Regions from separate parts of the Sus scrofa genome. Here region 1 is linked to region 2. The links are chromatin contacts, called in public Hi-C maps. All regions are on one chromosome and are shown on one strand. Each heading gives the region's core, a stretch centred on a gene start, on an enhancer-like site or on the middle of the called end of the contact. The rest is flanking DNA. Distances are from core to core; before and after follow the strand shown.

Region 1 (3,127 bases), core at 350-2,849, 53 kb after region 2:
GGGGCTACTGCGACGTGACGAACTTCCGCTAGGGCGGACGGCTAGGTTGTGACACGCTTCCGTCGGGTGGGTGGGTGCTAGTTAAAGGATCCACTTCCGGAAAGCGCCTCGAGTCGGCCTGTAGCCGAGTTAACAGCCAGCAGGAGACCGGAAAAACCTTGGGCCTAGGACGCAGGCGCCAATCACGTGACCCTTGAGGCACGAGGTGGGGTTAGGAGTTCTCGTTCAAAAAAAAAAAAAAACACGTCTCCTCCCGCGAGAACTGGGTTGAGCCTTCGCGCCCTGAGCGAGGGGGCGGGGCAACGGCTTTGGCTGGGTGAGGTGCCCGCCCACGCGCCGCTCGGCGGTTCCGCGGTGAACTTCGCTCGTGGCGAAGGTGACCGCTTAAGATGGGGCACATCCGCAACTTGACAGATGAAATAAGTGAGACTGTCAAAAGCTGAAAAAAATAATCAGAGAGTAGCCCTATCGTCTATCGTACCATAAAGCAACGGGAAAGCTATTGCATTGTTGATAACAATGTAAATTACCCATTGGAGAAGCCGCTTTACAATATGTAACTAATGCCTTGAAACTCCTAAAGCTTCGACGCGGTGAGCCAATTTAAGGGAATAAGATGGAATTAGTAGTAATAATTTAGTACTAACCACAGTAGTGAATGACTCAAATATACTGTTTAGTTTAACCGGCACAGCGCCAAATATTTTAATCTATGTTTTGCGATCGGGTGAATTTAAACTGCTCCTTCCTTCTGGAAAGCTTCCACTACCACTCTGCGCATGCACAAATTTGTAAATTTCTGCCCTCTATCAAGATGTATCCGGCTCCAACGCTTGAGGGTTGTTCCTTCGTAGACAAGATACTTGTCTGTGCCCCTTGTATAAATGTAAATGGCAACTGTATATACGTTTTAGATTCTGAAAAGGATTAAATGAAGATTTGAGTTAAAAGTACCTGGAGCAGTACCTGGCACATAAAAAAATTCAGTAGATTTTATAATATTTATTATAGCATATTGAAACTGAGGGCAAGGACCATACCAGCCTTTTAAAAAAAACAACAACCCATTTTCATTTTTGTATCCATCTATCACCTCCCTAGTACAGTTCTGGCCCCAGTGGTCAATAAATGTTTGTCAAACAAATGCTCAAAACAACTAACAATAAAAAAATAAAAAATAAAAAATAAATCTCTCTGAAGCTTGGAGAGATTAAGTGGTTTGTCCTACACTACACCATTTATAAGTGTAGATTTTAAAATCAAGTCTAATTCCATTGTTCTCTCCATTCTAGCCGAGTGTACTCCTGCTTTTCGGGAACACTCACCTTGATTAAATTTGGGTAATATTAAAATCTTTTGTCTTTTATAATAAATATTTTGAGTTCTGTCATTTCTAGACAAGGCTGCTCCCACTCAATTTGATTCTAATTCATTCTCAGAAGTATTTTCTTCCATTCTAGGCCCTCCTCTGCCATACACTGCCTACAATTAGCATTTGCTCCATTTTATTCTGGAAAAATTGAGGAAAAAAATACTTGAAGTTACAATATTTTCAAAAATTATGATTTCAAACTTGTTCCGTTGCATGCTTTTTTTTTAATTGAATAAGCACTTTTTTAGTTATGTCATCTTTTATTTCATTTTTTGTCTTTTTGCCTTTTCTGGGGCTGCTCCCGCGGCAGATGGAGGTTCCCAGGCTAGGGGTCTAATCGGAGCTGTAGCTGCCAGCCTTCACCAGAGCCACAGCAACACGGGATCCGAGCCACCTCTGCAGTCTACACCACAGCTCACAGCAATGCCAGATCCTTAACCCACTGAGCAAGACCAGGGACCAAACCCAAAATCTCATGGTTCCTAGTCAGATTCGTTAACCACTGAGCCACGATGGGAACTCCTCCTATGTTGTCTTCTTAATAGCCAAAATTATTTCTCCCAGATTCCCCTCACCTATTTTTCTGACCTGTGTTTGGTTCTCCACTAAATTTCTTAGATTGATGACTCCATTTTGATGCTGTCGTGACTGTGTACCAGTCTTCTGAGAAAAAGACCTAGAAACTATCAGGCTTCACGCAATGCAACTGCTAGCCAATGGCTTGCTACCCTCCAGTACAGAAGAGGGGCACCTGTGTAAATCAGAGAAAAGAAATATTCTTTGACTTAAAATGATTTGAAAGTAGGTAGCAGGGATAACATAATTGCCAAACATGAATTTTTGACCATGCCTTGTTTCAAATCCCCACTATTCTTTTTTTTTAAACTATCTTAACCATTTTCGCGTGTACAGTTCAGTACAGTTCAGTAGTGTCAACTATATTCACAGTGTTATGCAACAGGTATCTACAGCTTTTTATTTTTTTTGCAAAACTGAAACTCTATACCCATTGAACAACTCCCCATTTCCCCCAGCCTGACACCTCCCATTCTCCCATTCTACTTTTTATTTCTTGGAGTTTGACTACTTTATAGACATTTAATATATGCGGAATCATACAGTATTTGTCTTTCTGTGACTGTATTATTTCTCTTAGTGTAATGTCCTAAAAATTCCCAGTTATTCTTTTAACTAATTGTGTGATTCTCTGCGCCCGCACGTGCGTGCGAGCGTTTTGGCGGCACCTGAGGCATATGGAAGTTCCCAGGCCAAGCTGCTTCAGTGACAAGGCCAGATCCTTAACCCCCTGCGCCACAAGAGAACTACTAGCTGTGTGATGGTAAATGTCATCCTGAACAGAACACTATATGGCACCTGGTAGGTCTTCAATACAAAATAATGTGAAAATAATGATAGCCTTCAAATACACTGCCCTTAAAGAACACAGGAATTTTCCTCTCTTTTTTTTTTTTTTTTTTTTTTTTTTTGGTCTTTTGTCTTTTTGTTGTTATTTCTTGGGCCGCTCCTGCGGCATATGGAGGTTCCCAGGCTAGGGGTCGAATCGAAGCTGTAGCCACCGGCCTACGCCAGAGCCACAGCAACGCAGGATCCAAGCCGCGTCTGCAACCTACACCACAGCTCACGGCAACGCCGGATCCTTAACCCACCGAGCAAGGGCAGGGACCGAACCCGCAACCTCATGGTTCCTAGTCGGATTCGTTAACCACTGAGCCACGACGGGAACTCCTCCTCTCT
Region 2 (3,493 bases), core at 714-3,213:
TGCAGTTCCACACCCTGGGATTCAAATGACTGGAGACTGGATAGTACTATAGCATTTACTATGGGGGGAAAAAAATCCGTGTATAAGTGGACCCGAGCAGTTCACACTCGTGTTGTTCCCCTGGTGCAGGATGTGGCCTTGACATTGTTCCAGGTCTCATGCTGAGCCCTGTGGACACTCTCAAGTCAGAACCCTGTCCTTGCTCTAAGACACTAAGCTAACTAACCTCTGTGTCACTGTTACAGGAATTGAAAAGATGTGTTGCCCAGTGGCTCTCTGCCTATCACAAGGACGAGAGTTTAATTCGAGATGGTAAAGATTACCTGTAAGAGATGAACCTTTCAATGAATCATGACCTGAGTTCATTCCCTGCTCTAGGACTAGAATCCCCCAGAAAGCGCCCTCTCTTCAAATACTCCGTTTGCACAGTCACTGACGGCCAAAGAGGAATGACCAACTTGGCCAGTGACAGCAGAGTTCTATACCTGATCCCATAGGTGACCATCAAAATAAACTTTAAAATAAATGAAAAAGGCTTGAGTTTTAAGCTACATCTTCCACGAGGTCTGGGTTAAGGGAAGTGACAGGCCCAAGGTCACAAAGTCCTTGGCAGGGCATCCACACCCGCCTGGGAAATACTGCAGCATCAGAGCACTGTTCCCATTTGCCAGCTGGAATAGGAGGTGGCATCTGATTGATCTCAATTGGAGGAGATATGGAGATACAGCTCTTTATCCAAAAGACCAAAATAGGTCAGCAGATACTACTCAAAACAGATCCAAACTCTCAAATCAGTAGACACTGGCTGGGTGAAAGAGAAGGCTTGAGTTTTGTTATAAGTCATCTGATACCAAGCATGGCTGACTGGGGGAATCTGGAGGACTTCCCGTGCCAATCATCAAAATGAAGTGGTATAAAAAGAAGTTTCAATATTTTTTAAACGAAAAATACAGCAACAGATCATTGCTAATATTAAAAAGCTCTGTCACACGTATTATTCTAAAGCAGCCTCAACACTGCAGCTTCTCAGGGAAACCCTACAAGCAGCCCAACATCAAGACAGACTCAATGAATTTTTAGAGCTCTGTTTGCATTTCTCTTCAACCCCACTAGCAAGCCTCCCCACCAAAAAAAAAAAGTCCTGAAAGCTCTGCTGCACTTTTCCAGGTACAGCCTCTGGGTTCTGAGGGCTGGGGGCGAGGCCTGGGGGAGCGAGTGTGGGAGGGAGGGAGAGGACACAGGCCACGACTAGGAATCCTCTCTTCCAGGGGAGTGCCGGGTTTACCCGCTGCCGGGGAGCCCCGCCGCCAGGGCTCCCCGCACTCCCTCCCTCCTTCCCTCCCTCAGCAGGATCGCCCTGCGGGCATTCCCATCCGGGCCGTGATCGCCCCCACACGGAGGGAAATGCCAACCTTTAGGTCTTTGCAAAACCAGGCGGTCGGCTCCTGTCCCGAAAAGAGGGACGAAGCGAGGGGGCTGGATACTCTCCCTGCCCCGGGTCCCTGCACCTTTCCTTCCAGCCTCCTCTCTCCTGGCCTCTCCCGCAGGAACGGCCCGCCCTGCAGGGCTCCCCACCGCCCCACCGTCGCTGTCCCGGGGCCCCAGCCACCCGCCGCCTCTCTCACCTTGGCTCGCGCCCGCGCTGGTGGCAGTGGAGTTCCCGCAGCCCATCGCGCCTCCGGCCAGGGAAGCTGCTCTCTGGAGCTGGCAGCCGCAGATCCTGGGGGCGGAGACGGAGGCGGAGGGTGGCGCGCCTGGAGCGCGAGGCCGGCGAGGGGCGTGTGGGGCCCGGGACGCACGGGGACCGCCCCCTCCCGCCGCAGACCCGGGGATACCTGGGCAGGGCCAAACAGGGCGGGGCCGGGCGGAAACCGCTGGGCACCCCTCGCCCCTGCCCCACCTCGCCCCGCCCGCCCAGCTCTGCTCCCGGGTTCTGGACCCTACCAGACCCCACCAGACCCACCCGTCACCTCGGCAACCGCGGCGCCGGCCAATCCGCAGCCTTCTGAGATCTCCCTGGCTGAGCATTGGTCGTCGTTAAGAGGGGGCGGGAGTTTAAAGAGGGTTTGGGGGCCGAGGGGCGTGGCCGACGCAGGGTGGAGGGTGAGCCAGGGTGGCAGAGGATGCCCACCTGCCCGCCCTCCACATCCTCTCTGACTTTTCTTCTTTCCCCACTTCCCCTCCCCGCTCCAGGATGTGGGGGTGGGGGGGAGGAAGTGGCAGGGAACACCTGTTTTGAGTTCAATGGGCGCCCAATAAATGTTGTAGACGGAAGCCAACACTGAAATCCATTTCTGCTGTAACTGAAAGCCAAGGCAGCTCTGTCCCCCCATCCAAACTGGCTAGGAACCAACATAAAATCTTCCCGGGTTGGTCATACTAACCTCTTTCACTTTAAATATCTGCCGTAATTGGATGACCTGGATCCAAAGTCTGAACACTGATTTAATGACAGAACTGTGAACTTACATGGCACCTTTCAGCCTAATGGTTAGACAACTATTACTGGAGTCAGACTGTGTGAAGTAAAATCCTTGCTCTGCCGCCTTAATAGCTGTGTGATCTCAGCAAAAGTACTTAACCCACAGTGTAGTTGTTATACTTATAAAACGGCAATAACTCAGACACATGCAAGGCACCTAACATAATGCCTGACCCTAAATAAATGGCAGCTCTTCTTTTTCTTAAATCTGTCAGGAGTAAGTGTTAATTCCCTGAAGGGAAGGACTATCTGATTTGTCAAAATGTCCTCCTGGCTCATGGGACAGACTCCATAAATGCTGTGTGAGATGAATTCTAGCCAGGAATTAAATCTCCATTTTAAATTCATTTACCATTTATAGAGAGCCTGGCCTGTGCCAAGCCCTTTGTTAACATTAAGTTCCAGGAGTTCCTGTTGTGGCGCAGGGGAAATGATTCCGACTCGTATCCGTGAGGATGTGGGTTCAATCCCTGGCCTCAGTCAGTGGGTCAAGGATCCAGCATTGCCGTGAGCTGTGGTTTAGGTCACAGATGCGGCTTGCATCTGGTGTGGCTGTGGCATAGGCCGGCAGCATAACTCGATTTGACCCCTAGCCTGGGAACTTCCATTGTCACAGGTGTGGCCCTAAAAAGCAAAAACGAAAAAGAAATAAAGCTCCAGGGATTCAAACATGTGGGATACAGTCTAACCAGGCAGACAGATTATAAGCAAGTGAATCACAATAGAGCAAGGATGCTACCAGAGGGATAGAGGGAGCCCAGAGGGTGCTGGGATACTGGTTAAAAGACTTTACTAAAACTGTACAACTGTGTTTGGAGAAAACCTTGAACCAGAACCAAGGCCCTGCATGACTGAACTTGATCTTTGAGGCAATGGTGAGGATCGGGTAGTCCTATCACTCAGAATACAAAAGATACCCTAGACCCCATTTGAAAATTAGGTATACTTGGGCACATGCTGAGATGGTAATTAACTCTTGAGCAAGTATAGTGTGTTTTAGTTTCGCTTCTA

What was found. A called contact is a pair of places that touch in the nucleus more often than the background predicts.
Region 1: a contact with region 2 is called in a Hi-C map of skeletal muscle, with 2.1 times the contacts expected there. The contact joins the promoter of CCNT1 here to the promoter of C5H12orf75 in region 2. A contact is called at or near these places in 4 of 47 Hi-C or Micro-C datasets (epiblast stem cells, liver and skeletal muscle) and 1 of 2 datasets of contacts at active chromatin or transcription factors (skeletal muscle).

What each region holds. Positions count from the first base shown.
Region 1 is chr5:14,806,825-14,809,951 of Sscrofa11.1, forward strand. It overlaps CCNT1 (cyclin-T1), which reads right to left and starts at 1,600. Exons shown (of 10, transcript XM_003481561.4): 1 at 1-1,600.
Region 2 is chr5:14,753,787-14,757,279 of Sscrofa11.1, forward strand. C5H12orf75 (overexpressed in colon carcinoma 1 protein) reads right to left here and starts at 1,964. Exons shown (of 7, transcript XM_021091585.1): 1 at 1,836-1,964; 2 at 1,626-1,720. The coding sequence starts at 1,671.